4 separate regions of the Mus musculus genome follow, and regions 2, 3 and 4 are each linked to region 1. Evidence: chromatin contacts called from public Hi-C and HiChIP or PLAC-seq data. All regions are on one chromosome and are shown on one strand. The core of a region is the stretch at or near the end of the contact, and the rest is flanking DNA. Distances in the headings are between cores, read along the strand shown. Region 1 holds the start of Pbxip1 (pre B cell leukemia transcription factor interacting protein 1). Region 2 holds the start of Fdps (farnesyl diphosphate synthetase). Region 3 has its middle 23 kb from the start of Ube2q1. Region 4 overlaps Chrnb2 (cholinergic receptor, nicotinic, beta polypeptide 2 (neuronal)).

Evidence for each region. Hi-C and Micro-C count contacts between places; a contact is called where the count stands out from the background. HiChIP or PLAC-seq counts read pairs in DNA pulled down with a chosen protein or histone mark.
Region 2: a contact with region 1 is called in a Hi-C map of B cells, with 6 read pairs. The contact joins the promoter of Fdps here to the promoter of Pbxip1 in region 1. A contact is called at or near these places in 1 of 39 promoter capture datasets (pre-B cells), 2 of 484 Hi-C or Micro-C datasets (B cells and embryonic stem cells), 3 of 115 datasets of contacts at active chromatin or transcription factors (embryonic stem cells and pancreatic cancer cells) and 1 of 9 other capture datasets (liver).
Region 3: a contact with region 1 is called in an H3K4me3 HiChIP or PLAC-seq map of bone marrow-derived macrophages, with 2.7 times the contacts expected there. The contact joins the enhancer-like site here to the promoter of Pbxip1 in region 1. A contact is called at or near these places in 7 of 115 datasets of contacts at active chromatin or transcription factors (bone marrow-derived macrophages, embryonic basal ganglia, embryonic forebrain and 4 more) and 1 of 9 other capture datasets (liver).
Region 4: a contact with region 1 is called in an H3K4me3 HiChIP or PLAC-seq map of embryonic hindbrain, with 5 times the contacts expected there. The contact joins the enhancer-like site here to the promoter of Pbxip1 in region 1. A contact is called at or near these places in 4 of 39 promoter capture datasets (liver, macrophages, neural stem cells and 1 more), 6 of 484 Hi-C or Micro-C datasets (the AML12 cell line, B cells, bone marrow-derived macrophages and 3 more), 11 of 115 datasets of contacts at active chromatin or transcription factors (SST interneurons, VIP interneurons, bone marrow-derived macrophages and 8 more) and 3 of 9 other capture datasets (liver, macrophages and pancreatic islet).

Annotation. Positions count from the first base shown.
Region 1 is chr3:89,434,912-89,438,059 of GRCm38.p6, reverse strand. It overlaps Pbxip1 (pre B cell leukemia transcription factor interacting protein 1), which reads right to left and starts at 1,356. Exons shown (of 11, transcript NM_146131.2): 1 at 1,280-1,356. It overlaps Pygo2 (pygopus 2), which reads right to left. Exons shown (of 3, transcript NM_001293768.1): 3 at 2,929-3,148.
Region 2 is chr3:89,099,878-89,103,423 of GRCm38.p6, reverse strand. It overlaps Fdps (farnesyl diphosphate synthetase), which reads left to right and starts at 1,457. Exons shown (of 10, transcript NM_134469.4): 1 at 1,457-1,562; 2 at 2,593-2,755. The coding sequence starts at 2,615.
Region 3 is chr3:89,795,437-89,798,496 of GRCm38.p6, reverse strand. No RefSeq gene overlaps it. Among named protein-coding and RNA genes, the nearest start is that of Ube2q1, 23 kb to the right of the region's middle. Within about 2 kb of position 1,591, at least 72 of the 459 cell types and tissues checked have an H3K27ac peak or open chromatin away from gene starts, as enhancers often do. A contact at or near this core is called in bone marrow-derived macrophages and liver, where this site is marked.
Region 4 is chr3:89,758,450-89,761,866 of GRCm38.p6, reverse strand. Chrnb2 (cholinergic receptor, nicotinic, beta polypeptide 2 (neuronal)) reads left to right here. Exons shown (of 6, transcript NM_009602.4): 5 at 226-1,195. Among named protein-coding and RNA genes, the nearest start is that of Chrnb2, 4.5 kb to the left of the region's middle. Within about 2 kb of position 2,061, at least 11 of the 459 cell types and tissues checked have an H3K27ac peak or open chromatin away from gene starts, as enhancers often do.

The sequences.
Region 1 (3,148 bases), core at 107-2,606:
AGCCAAATGCTCCCCAACTACTCCCACTGGGTTTAAGTCCTGCATGATTGCCTTAAAAAACCCTGTGGCTCTGGGGCTGGTGAAATGGCTCAGCAGGTAAGAGCACCAGACTACTCTTCCGAAGGTCCTGAGTTCAAATCCCACCAACCACATGGTGGCTCACAACCATCCCTAACGAGATCTGACTCCCTCTTCTGGTGTGTCTGAAGACAGCTACAGTGTACTTACATTAAATAAATAAATCATTAAAAAAAAAAAAAATCCTGTGGCTCCTGTTGGGCAAGATTCAGGCCCAAGATAGGTAAAGGACATCTAGTGGTGTCTTCCACAATGCTCATGTCTCCTAGACACTGATACCCATCCCACACAGGGACAAAACAATTGCAATGACTTCCCTATACCAAGTCCCCAAAAAACCCCGAACTCCCCACCCCCTTCTTCTAGTGACACCCACACAGCCATCTTCCTTCAGCTTTTGGCTCTCAGTCCCTCCACTGTCCTGCCATCCCCAGTTGCTGTGTGTGACTGTTAACAGGTGGCAGCAGGAAGGAAGTGGCCACAGCAGCTAGAGCAGAGGTCCCTGTTTATCCCTGGCTGTTTACAGCCTGCTCAGGTCCTCCAGAACTCAGCACCATGGCAACCAGGGTGATGTCAGACCCATCGTCTCCATGGAAATCGGCAATGGTATGGTATTTAGGTCAACAAGACAAACCTAAAACTGAAGCAGAAGTCTTCCTAGAACCCCTGCACTCGGGGTCCCAACCCTTGATACCAAAAAGCATCCCCGCTTTCCCAGGCCGGCACATCGGCACATTAATACCTTATTAGGAAGCCTGTCTAAGCAATCCAGAGCCCACTTAGCTGCCACCCTTCCCAGCTGTGATTTTAGGGCAGTCTTTGACCTCTAAGAAGAAAACCCACCCACTACTCTCTCTCCCCTTTTCACTCAGGCAGGATTTCACAAAAACTTCTGCTGTTTCTAAAAAAGAGAGTGTTCCCAGTCTGCACAAAACTGGGAAGTCTGGTTTGATATGCCCTTGATTGTCTCTAACTTCCTTCTCTGTCTGACCTTTAAAGGGAAGGACCTGGGACCACAAAAACTTGCCTGAGTTCCTGCTTCGGAATCATCTGTCTCCCTCCTTCCCCGCCCTTCGGTCCTGTGTTGGGCAGTATGTGGACGCCGGGGCTGCCCACTCCTTTTATACAGCTTTGCCCTCTTTTGTTATCTGGGGATAAAGTGGGAGTCTGTAACGCCCCTTCCCGGCAAGGACTCCTTTACCTGACCCAGCTCCTCGCTTCAGTCTTCAGCTTAACTTGTTGCAACCTCCCAGCCCAGGAAGACAAGAGGGGAGTCACGTGGCTAGTGTTTGACCAGTGAAAAGTCGACTTCCCCGCGGGGGGGGGGGGTGAGGGGGAACTTTTGACCAATGAAAAGCTGGACTTGAACGCCCAGGCAGGGGAGAGAAGGTCTACGCAGTACCTCTCTCCCTTGGTTTATCTTTTTTGGTGGGCAATTTGGTCTCCAGCAAAGTAAATTTGGGAGACCTCCCCTCTTTTCTCAGTGTCTAGTGTCTAGTAGGAAGACCTAAAACTGAAAGGTGCTGTCTGATGAGGGGGCAAGGACCAGGTGCCATGTTGGTCCCAGGATAGACAGAGACAGCTGTAGGATGGGGGATGGGGTCCAGTGCAAGTTGTGGGTTTAGAAATAGCCCTCTCACCACTCTTATCCGCCCCAATGCAGACTAAGGATGCCACTACTTTGGATATGGAAGACGGCCAAGCATGGTGGTGCCAGCTCCTGGGAGACAGAGGCAGGTGTGCAGGTGGATCTCTTGAGTTTGATATCAGCCAAATCTATATATAGTGAGTTCCAGGCCAGTGAGGGCTACATAGTGAGATCCTGCTACACATGCACACGCACACCCTGTGGGATGTCTTAGCTGGGTAAAACCTCCACGTGTGCACATGTTTGCACCTCAAGAGATCATACAGACACAAGATAATAAATTTTTAAAAAATTAATGGAGGGAGGTGCTATAATCCCACCACTGGAAAGACTGAAGAAGTGGATGTTGAAGTCCAGCCTGGGCTACTAAACAAATCCCAAACCAAAACCAAACTAAAACAAAAGCAAAAAAAAAAAAAAAAAAAAAAACTCAAACAAAAACAATGGAAGAACCGAGGCAGAAAAGCATCCACAAATTAAAGTCAGGGCTGGATGTGACCCAGCAGTGGAGCGCTGTCTGTCATCTGTAAAATGGAAGGGGAAGCATTTAAGAAATTTCAAATTTTTATGTGGATGGGTGTTTTGCCAGCATGGCTGTAGCATTCTAGAGTTACAGATGGTTGTGAGCTGCCACGTGGGTGCTGGGACTTGAACCTGAGTCCTCTGGAAAAAAACAGGAGTTCTTAACTGGTGAGCCATCCAGCCTGAAAACTCATATTTAAAACCAACCAACCAAACAAACAAACAAAAACCCCACCTTACTTGTGTGTGAGGATACATACCAGCCGTGGGACACAGGGCAGAGGGCAAGCTGCCATGTCAGTTCTCTCCTTCCACCCATGGGTTTCAGAGATTGAACTCAGATCCTCAGGTCAGCCCAAAGTATCTTCACCTGTCACCTCCTTGGGCACCCCAAATAAATGTCTGAAATAAAAACTCTGGACGCAAGGGAACTGGAAGGTTTAAATCCAGAGCTCAGGCCCTGATGCCAGAGGCCTTGGCTCCAACCCCATCTGGCTTCCGACTAGCCCAAGAATTGCTCCAAAAGCGGAGGTTCCCACATTGAGGATCTACAAAGTGGAACAGGGAGGCTGGGAACCTGCTCAGCTCAGTAGCTTGAGCAGGGACAGCCTCAGGCTCTAGGCATCCCCGCTAGCAGGGGCTCAGCCTAACGGTTCTGCGGATGAACAAAGGAGTCCTTGTTTGGATTTTCAAGTCATTTTATTAATCCAACCGTACAAAAAGATCCTGTAACCACATCCCTGCCAACCCACTTTCTTCCAAAAGGTAGCAGAGAAGAACAAGGGGATGGGCCCTCCCCGGGAGCATTTTACAAACCATGGAGACAACACAAAAGTAGCGGCAGGTAACATGGGCGAACAAAACCATAGCACAACACAAAGCTAAGTAGAGGGGCTGCCT
Region 2 (3,546 bases), core at 208-2,707, 330 kb after region 1:
TATGAGATAACCATCTTAATTTATTCTTTTCCATTTGCAAAGCCAGTGGTTGACAGCTCTTCTCTTCTTGCACAGACTTGGCATCCTGGCAGTTAATTGGGTATTACCATGAGTTTGTTTCATGACTATTTTTGTTACCCTGGCTTGTCTGTTTCTTATGTTGTTACTGTCCAAAGGAGCTCTAAAGAAAACTCCATTTCCTCAAATTCTGACCAAAACTAGCATTCGTTAGGAACTTGTGAAACCGGTTCCCCTTTACCAAAGGGGTTACCCTTACATGGGCAGCAGAAGGGACAAAAATTATGCCGGCCTCCAGGCTCCCCCAGTATATCCAGGCTCTCACAGTATATCACATGTTCCTGGCTCTTCTCAGCTCCCCCATTATCCTAAACGTCTCTATCTCAGGAGCTTCTCTTCCCTCACTTCACATTCTTATAACCTCGGCTATGCTGTTTTGGCCCTCCCTTAAGCTCCCTACCTTCTCTTATGCATGGTCTAGTCCCCTCTGCGAGCCATGTTCAATCTACTATTTTCTCACTCTGTGAGTTGAAGTTTAGCCAGGTCTACAGTGAGAGTTCCAGGACAGCCAGGGCTACATGGAGAAACCTTGCAGAATAAACCAATGTGTAAAGTTTATCTTGTCTAGACCCTTCAACCTTTTAGTCCGGAGTGGTAGTGGTCTCTTTCTTTGGGACAATGAAACTTATTTCTAATACTTCAAGGACAAGTCCATTAATGTCTGAGGTGGTTTGTAGTTTCAGGTCTCTTTTCTGATCGCGATGGGGTTTGGGGTGGAGTAAAAAGGAGTCAACGTGGTGGGCTGGCAAACTGTGAGGCCGAAAGTTCTAACATCTGCTTTGAGTTTTTACCTTTTTGCTTCAAGGGCGCCAAAGTACCTGGGGGAAAGGTGTTGTTTTCTCTCATATAGTCATATAGTCTTCCAAGTAGCCTAAAACTCATTACACGACCCATATTGGTTTTAACTCTTTTTTTTTTTTTTCCCTCCAGCCCCACCCCATGGCTTTAACTCTTGATCTTATTGCCTCACCCCTTCTAAGGGCTGGAAAAATGAGCGACTTCACCTAACTAGAATCAAAGATGTAAGAAGTGATTTGCTAGAGTTGGAAATAGGAAGCTGCAAGGCTGGTTATTCCGGGATCTTAGAAACACTGTCAACCAGAAGCACTGGAAGAACTATAGCTAGGAATTAGATAGCCAATTTCCCAGGCTTTCGGTATGGGTGTACCGACACCGCCGACCGCCTAGTGGGCTGATGGTCCGCGCGCCACCCTTTCATTGGCCAGCCGTCACAAGGCCCATGCTCACACGAGGTAATTTAGCCAATCAGCGAACTAGGCCACACCCACCCTGAGACACAAGTCTGAGTTTCTTGCCGCCTAGTCCGTGGCATGCCGGGAGTCGTAGTTTTATATTTATGTTCTGCCTCCTGAGCCTGGAGACTGGGAACTACAACTCCCAGAGTGCTGAGCGGATGCACGCTCAGCTTTTAGGTGTAAGCCGCAAACATCTTGGACCCCGGGAGAATCCGCGTTGAAGAACAGGTGAGAGCTATTGTTGGGGCTGGAGCTGAGGTTTACCCGTGTCTCGGATCGGGTGAAGCTCCGAGGCACTAAAGGACCAGTCCGTGTTGGAGTTACGGGGCTTGGGGTCGGTGGGCCAGAATGAACGGTTTGCTTGTGCCTTCGTGAATTTCTAAACGCTGGCGTCTTCCTCAAGTCTTCCGTACGCCAGGCCTTTAGTTTACTCTTGTGAGTCCTCCCACGCCCACCTGTTGCTCGGAGGCCGGCTGCGGTTAGCACCAGTGCCGGGACAGATGACAAGCGCACAGCACCTTCGGCTCCAGTCCCCTCATTGGGACTATCTAAGAGCTTCCCTCTCTTTCCCCTACATCCGGACTCCTGGGTTCCAGCTTTGGCTCTTCGTCAGCTCAGCTCTCTTACATTCACTGAACCTCAGTTCGGTGTCTCCATTAACATTGTGACTTAAGGACCTTGCATCCCGTAATTCCCGTAATACAATGTTCCGAATTGTAGTGAACGCAACCTTGGAAGTAGAAAGTGTTCAGTTTTAGCCATTTTCGGTTTAAGTGAAGATCTATTGGATCTCAGTCACTCCGACAAACTTTTCATTTCCTGTGTGTTTTTTATGTAATTCTTGAGTTTAGAAGCGGGGTGGGGCGTTCTAATGCAGGAGGTAACAAGCTTGGCTTGGGGGATACCTTAGGTAACTGCTACCAAGCATCTGCCTTCGGTGCTTGCTCCTGCAGGGAGTGCTTGGTGCCCCCACCCCCATGCACACCCAGGATGCCCCTGTCCTGCTGGCTGAGATCTCTGGGGGTCTTCCTGCTGCCAGCCCCCTGCTGGGCACCCCGGGAGAGGTGGCTTGGTTTCCTACAACGACCCTCCCTGGCATATGGGTGTCCAGTCCTGGGGGCCTGGCACAGTGCCCGCTGGTGGTGCCAAGTGTGGACAGAGGAGCCTCGGTGAGTGTGGTTGGGGTGTGGGGCTTCGGGGAGGGAAGCACCCGAGCCACCCTCTCATTTGTTTGTGTGTGTGTTTTTTTTTCCCTCAGAGCATTTAGCTCCTCTGTCAGAATGAATGGGAACCAGAAATTGGATGCTTATAACCAAGAAAAGCAGAATTTCATCCAGCACTTCTCCCAGATCGTCAAGGTGCTGACTGAGAAGGAGCTGGGACACCCAGAGATAGGGGATGCTATTGCCCGGCTCAAGGAGGTGAGGCATTCAGGACTGAAGAAGCTGGTAGAGGTGTGGATTCATGAGGGGTTTCGATAAGAGCGAAGTGACTACCTGGGTCTCTGGAGTAGATGGGTCTCTGCTGCACTTCAGCCCTCCTCGGGGATGTTTGGCTCCATGACTTTTGACCATCCAGAGAGCCTTGCTTGAGAGTAGCCTTGGACCTAGTAAAGTTTGATTTCATGCCCTGAAACTATGATAGGATCTTAGTAGATACCATGAGGCTGTTGGCACTGAGGCCTGAGGGAAGTTATTGTATTGTTAGAAAGACTGTTCTACTGGAGTTACCTATTTCCTTCCAGTGTTTATTTTCTTAAGACAGAGTTTCATGTTTTTTAAGCCCACATGGCCTCAGACACACAAACCCCACCTCAGCCTTCTGTGTGCTATGTCAGTGACAGTACCACCGTGCCTGGATTGGGAAGTCTTTTAAAGACAGACATTTTTATTTTCACTTTTTGGACATTTGACGATTTGCCTGCGTGTATGTATGTGTGAGGATGGTTGTGAGCTGCCATGTGAATGCTGGGACTCAAACCCAGGTCCTCCCGAGGGGCAGTGCTTTTCATTGCTGAGCCATCTCTGTAGCCTGGGGAGTTCTTACTTTATAAATGTTGTCTCATCTCTGAGGAAAAAAAACTAAGAGGAGAGTTTTCTTTGTCTATGCTGTGTCGGTATTAAAGAGCTAGCTCCTTAGTTAGTTAGCAGGAAGCACAGTTGAGAAGGCCCCAGGAGGAGGACATTGGAGGGGTCAGAAATAGCCCTGAACC
Region 3 (3,060 bases), core at 342-2,841, 360 kb before region 1:
AGCAATATCTAAATGAGAACTTACCTCTTGACTCATAAACAGAAAGCAGAGAGAGCTAACTGGGAATGATATGGGATCTTTAAACCTCAAAGCCCACTCCCAGTGACACATCTCTTCCAACAAGGCCACATCTCCTGATCCTTCCCAAATCATTGTTCCACCAAGGAGCCCAAGTATGTGAGCCTATGAGGGCCACTCTTATTCAAACCACTACACTCTCCATGGCTTGTTCCGCTTGCTTTTTACATAACACAGGACACCTGCCCAGGAGCAGCACTGACCACTATGAGCTGGACCCTCCCATATCAACCACTAAGAAAATGCCCTCCTGGCCAGTCTGAGGGAGGCATTTTCTCACTTAAGGTTCCTTTTCTCAAATGACTCTAGTTTGTATCAAGTTGATAAAACTGACCATGTATGTTGTTGTACATACACATCACAATGTATATGTAGTTAAATCTAGATGCTGCTAGATTTCTGTCGAGAGAGAATATGATATTTGTCTTTTTCTCTTCATTACCCCTTTCTGTTCCCCATCCTGCCTTTTAGGTCTTCCCCTTCCCCCACAAAGTTCTTCAACTGTCATATCATACATACATATATATCATATATATATATAATATATGATATATATGTATATATATACACATATATACATATCTCACATATATCCACAAATCCATACACACACATATATATCATATGTATATATATATACACACATATATGTATACGTGTACATATACATATATATCATATATATGAATGATAGGATCTCTCCTGGCTGGCCTCAAATTCACAGAACTCCACCTGCCTCTGCCTCTTTTTTTTTTTTTTTTTAAAGATTTATTTGTTTATTTATTTATTTATTTATTTATTATATGTAAGTACACTGTAGCTGTCTTCAGATACACCAGAAGAGGGCATCAGATCTCATTACGGGTGGTTGTGAGCCACCATGTGGTTGCTGGGATTTGAACTTCGGATCTTCGGAAGAGCAGTCGGGTGCTCTTACCCACTGAGCCATCTCACCAGCCCCTGCCTCTGCCTCTTGAGTGCTGGGATTAAGACACTATGCTTGTCCCTGTAGTTTTAAAGGTTTCCTTATTTAATTTTGTGTGTATGGGTGTTTCCTGCATGTATGTGTGTGCACCACATGCATTCCTAGTACCTGTGGAAGTCAGAAAGGGCCATTGAGTTCCCTGGAACTTGAGTTACAGAGGGTTGTAAGCCACAGCATGGGTGCTAGAACCAAACAGTTTTGAGCCAGTCTTCTCTCTCTTCTCTTCTCTCTCTCTCTCTCTCTCTCTCTCTCTCTCTCTCTCTCTCTCTCTCCCTCTCTCTCTCTCTCTCTCTCTCTTTCTCCCCATTATTCCACTTTCTTCTTTCCAATTCTTTTCTGTCTTCCCTCCATCCTGTGGTTGAGTTTATCTGCTGAGAGTTTGATTCTTACATATTTTTTTTCTATTTTAAAATGTCTGTTTAAAGATATTTTAAACCTTTGTAAGATTTCCCTCTGGTTTTATATGCCTCGAACGAGAGTTCCTGTTTCTTACTCACTTTAAGGATGTTTGCAATTTGTGCTGACACATTCTTTCATGTCTGCCATAAAATGTTTGTCAGGTAGTGTGACATCTGTAGCATCTTGCTGTTGGCAGGGCATGGCTGTCTTGTTTTTATTCTTTTTGAGTTTTTTTTGTGGGGGGGCTCTGGGTTTGATGAGTTTTGGGAACCTGGATATTTTCTTCTTATAGTCATGTGACTGGATTTGAAGTTTTTATTTGTTTATTTAGTTTTTGCATGTGAGTGTTTTGTCTGTGCATCATCTGCACCACTAGCAGCTTCAGAGGCTAGAAGAGGGCTAGAGATCCCCTGGAACTGGAGTTGAGAACAGCTGCGAAGTGGTCATGTGGGTCCTGGGAAGTGAAACTGTGTCCTCTGCAGGAGCAGCCAGAGCTCTTAAACGCTGAGCCAACTCTCCGGCCCTGTGACTGGCTTTGTGGTTCCTGCCCTCATTGACACTGCTCTGACAGGGGAAGAGAGTGAACTACAAGTCCAGTGTCTTAAGGTGACGATTCCTCTCACTGCTGGTTCTTTTCCTGACAAGAGTCCTGTGGAAGGCCATTTCCCCTTCCCAAAAGGACTGACTCTTCCATCAGCTTCCTCTGACCTGCACCAGTAGGGAGAGAGAGAGAGGGAGAGTTTTATTCCTGCTGGGCAAGCATGGATGTCTAAACTTCTCAAGTGATCTCCCTCGATGCTGAGGCTGGGCACGGGAGAGTGTGGCTTCTTTATTTCCTGGAGGATGAAACATCTGCCTGCCTGTTTAGACCTCTGTGATACCACAGAGGAGGGTATCGAAGCAACTTACTTGGAAGTCTGAGCTATCTTCACTGCTTTGGGGTGTGTGTGTGTGTGTGTGTGTGTGTGTGTTTGCAGAGAGAAGGCACTTCAGTCAGAATAGAAGAGTTATCTTTTGGAGGTTTTCTCTCTTGCTAGGCTGCATTCTGGTGCTTTGCCTGGAGGAGGCAGGCTTGGGTGGGGGAGCGTTTGTCTATGTCTGCTGGAATTCTGGGGCTGCAGTCTATGAGTCTGGAATGCACACAGCACAAAAGAATCCCAGAGACTCCATCACCATGTACATTGGATGCCAAGGTCTCTAGGCAGTCTGTCATCTTCTCGTCACTTCTGAGTCATCTTAGATACGCTTCATATCCAGCAGTCTGGCTTTTCTTCACTTAGCTCGCAGAACAGGAAGGATCATGCCAATCCCACCCCAGGGTGGAGGTCCTTAAAACGGAGTGTACATTTTTAAATGGTTGTGAAAAGCCAAAAGAAAGGATCTTCCGGTATATTGTCAAGGCAGACATGGTGGTGCCTGCGTGTAATTCAGTACTTTGAGGACTGAGGCAGGAGGATCATGAGTTCCAAGATGCCATTATAGATGCATGGTACAGCGTCAGGAGGAAGATGCACACTTGAGGGCACGGAGTTAGGTGGTCTTAAATAAATCTCCTTACCGATGGTACATCTAAAAGAAATGTACATCTCCTGCACTCG
Region 4 (3,417 bases), core at 812-3,311, 320 kb before region 1:
CCCCCTGCCCCCAATCATTCTCTTCAACCACTGAATGGATTCACAAGCCTCCTGAACAGGAGGAGACCCATTCTTACCACCAACCTGTGAATATTCCCACCCCTATCTCCATTTCTGGGCAATCTCCATGTATTAGATGATCACTTCCAGCCAGGTCCTTCTTGCTGGGTTGATGAGTGGGATGCAGACTCTCAAGCCAGGCCTGACTGCCCCATTCCTTGACAGTGCTGACGGCATGTACGAAGTCTCCTTCTATTCCAATGCTGTGGTCTCCTATGATGGCAGCATCTTTTGGCTACCGCCTGCCATCTACAAGAGCGCATGCAAGATTGAGGTGAAGCACTTCCCATTTGACCAGCAGAACTGCACCATGAAGTTCCGCTCCTGGACCTACGACCGCACTGAGATTGACCTGGTGCTCAAAAGCGATGTGGCCAGCCTGGACGACTTCACACCTAGTGGGGAGTGGGACATCATCGCACTGCCAGGCCGACGCAACGAGAACCCAGACGACTCCACCTACGTGGACATCACCTACGACTTCATCATTCGTCGCAAACCGCTCTTCTACACCATCAACCTCATCATCCCCTGCGTACTCATCACCTCGCTGGCCATCCTGGTCTTCTACCTGCCCTCAGACTGTGGTGAAAAGATGACACTTTGTATTTCTGTGCTGCTGGCGCTCACGGTGTTCCTGCTGCTCATCTCCAAGATTGTGCCTCCCACCTCCCTCGACGTACCGCTGGTGGGAAAGTACCTCATGTTCACCATGGTGCTAGTCACCTTCTCCATCGTCACTAGCGTGTGTGTGCTCAATGTGCACCACCGTTCGCCTACCACGCACACCATGGCGCCCTGGGTCAAGGTGGTCTTCCTGGAGAAGCTGCCCACCCTCCTCTTCCTGCAGCAGCCACGCCACCGCTGTGCACGTCAACGCCTGCGCTTGCGAAGGCGCCAGCGGGAACGTGAGGGGGCAGGCACACTATTCTTCCGCGAAGGTCCTGCAGCTGACCCATGTACCTGCTTTGTCAATCCTGCATCAATGCAGGGCTTGGCTGGGGCTTTCCAGGCTGAGCCCGCTGCAGCCGGTCTGGGGCGCTCGATGGGCCCATGCAGCTGTGGCCTCCGGGAAGCTGTGGACGGTGTACGCTTCATTGCGGACCATATGCGAAGTGAAGATGATGACCAGAGTGTGAGTACCAAGGGTGAGATAGGCATGTCGGGAGCAGAAACCCCTGTGTGCGGGGAGTAGGTGTCACTTAGGGTCACAAAGCAAGGGTACAAGGGAGGGGCAACGTGATTGAGGACTCAGCAGGGTAGGCTTCCAGATTGGCTTGCCGGTGTTGGTGTCTGTACCAGATGACCTTGTAGCTCCCAGAGGACTAGTATTCAGGGTGAGATGTGTCAGCTAAGGCATCATTAGTGTGAGAGAGGTGACTAGGAACTTTAGGGCAGGGAGAAGTTCTTTTGGGCCCGAGGGTGTCACATGGACACTTCCAAGTTGTTAATGCGCTGCTGCTCTTAGTGCAAATGGAGATGAGTCCTTGCGGACCACAGAGCGGGCAACTGGGATGATGATGGACGGGGAAAGGAAAGTTTAGAGGTTCCATGGGGCTGGTCCCAGCAGAGAAAGCAAATAAAATCAATAGCCCGTTTCTACTGTCCTGGGCCTTGAAAAGAGTCTAATGAAATATTTATAGAAATGGGGTGGATAGAGGCCAGGGCTCTCCAGATGGTCTCACCCTCTTCTGCACCCCCAGCTTCTGGCCTTTCCTGCCGTCTCCCCAGAAGGAGATTCCTTGAGACTAAGCCAGGAGTTGAGGGAAGGTGCGATGGGTTAACATCCTGCCCCCCATTTTGGGTACCATCTGGCCTTCCCTGAGATCAGTGTTCAGGTACCTGACTGGTTCTAAGCCAAGGCTCAGTTGTTGCCATAGTGACCAGCAAGGTTTCCTCTGGGACTCTGCCATTCCAGCTGGGGAAGGATAAAGGGCAGGCACTGTGGTTTATGTTGGGAGCTGAGTTCAGACATCTTCTCCCTCCCTCCTCCCCCCGACTGCAGACAAGCATGGGAGAGGGAGAGAGGCTGAGACTGGAGATGAAGGAGCCAAGGCTAACTGGGTGCAGGGCTCAGCAGCCGCTGCATCTCTGGCCTCCACCTCCGCTGCAGTCCATCATGTAGCCTGCATTTCAAGTCAGGCGCTGAAGGTGCAGTGACCTACTTGGATGCCTCAGAGGCATCTAGACCTCAACACGCCCAAACCCAAGTGCGTGCTCTACACCCCCAACCTGGCCCTAACTTGCCCCTAGTTTCCCTGTCTTGCTGGAAATGGCATTCCCTGGGCTAAGCAGTTCACACTGAAACCTGGTGATGCCTTTGCTCTCTCTCCCTTAGTGCTCACCACTGATGTTTTCAGAAGTCCTGTCCTGGGAGCACCACCTCCAAGGTGATTCCCTGCTTTGTCCTTTTTCTGTCACTTTCATGCTAACACCCTGGTCCTTGAGCTCCTGTCAACTCTTGTGTGGACCAAGGGAGAATCTCCCAACTGCCTCCCTGTTCAGCTTCCTATGCGCAGTTAAATAACCCACACCCCCAGGCTGGTGACTTGCTCCCTTGCTTGGGTCACCAGCTTGTCACTCAGTTGTCTCTAGCAAGCCAAGCTCTTTCCTGCCCTCGAGCCTTTGCATCTGGGTCCCTCCACGAGAACAGTCTTTGTTTTAGTTATTCTTCTCATTGTTGTGACAAAATTCTCTTGAGGAAAGCAGATGTAGGGACTGCAGGCTTTGTTTGGCCTTGCAGTTTGAGATTACAGCCCAAGGCGGGGAAGGTGGTAGCAGGAGCCTGCAGGTCCTGTTTCAGTCTGGAAGCAGGGAGAGGGGAATTCTGAGATCAACAAACTTTTCCATTTCTCCTTCTGCCTGGGACCCTAGCCCATGCAATGAGTGCTGCCTGCCTCAATTAATCCAATCTAGAAAGATTCCCCATAGACGTTTGTTCCCATGATGATGCTAATCTCATCAAGCTGATGATATTACTCTTTCCTCACCCCCCCCCCCGCCCCCAAAACAAAACCAAAACCCTGTTACTGTTATTATTTGGCCCTGTTCTTTAAAAGTAATCATGTAACCTTGACTCCCAAACACTTGGATGTGTCTCTTCTTAAGACCAGAGATGCTCTCCTGGTGATACAGGGTGAGCATGTGAAAGGCCCCAAGTTCCAACTGCTATCAACAACCAAAGTAGCAATGAAGTGCCCGGCTTCAAAGACCCAATTCTGGAAACAGAACAGCATCAATACTTTTAGCACTGTACAGTGCACATTCAAGCTTTCCCGACTGTCTCAGTAGCATCCTTCCTAGGAGCATCATTAGACCTAGGAGCCCAAGGTGCATTGTGTTGCCAAGCCTCATTGC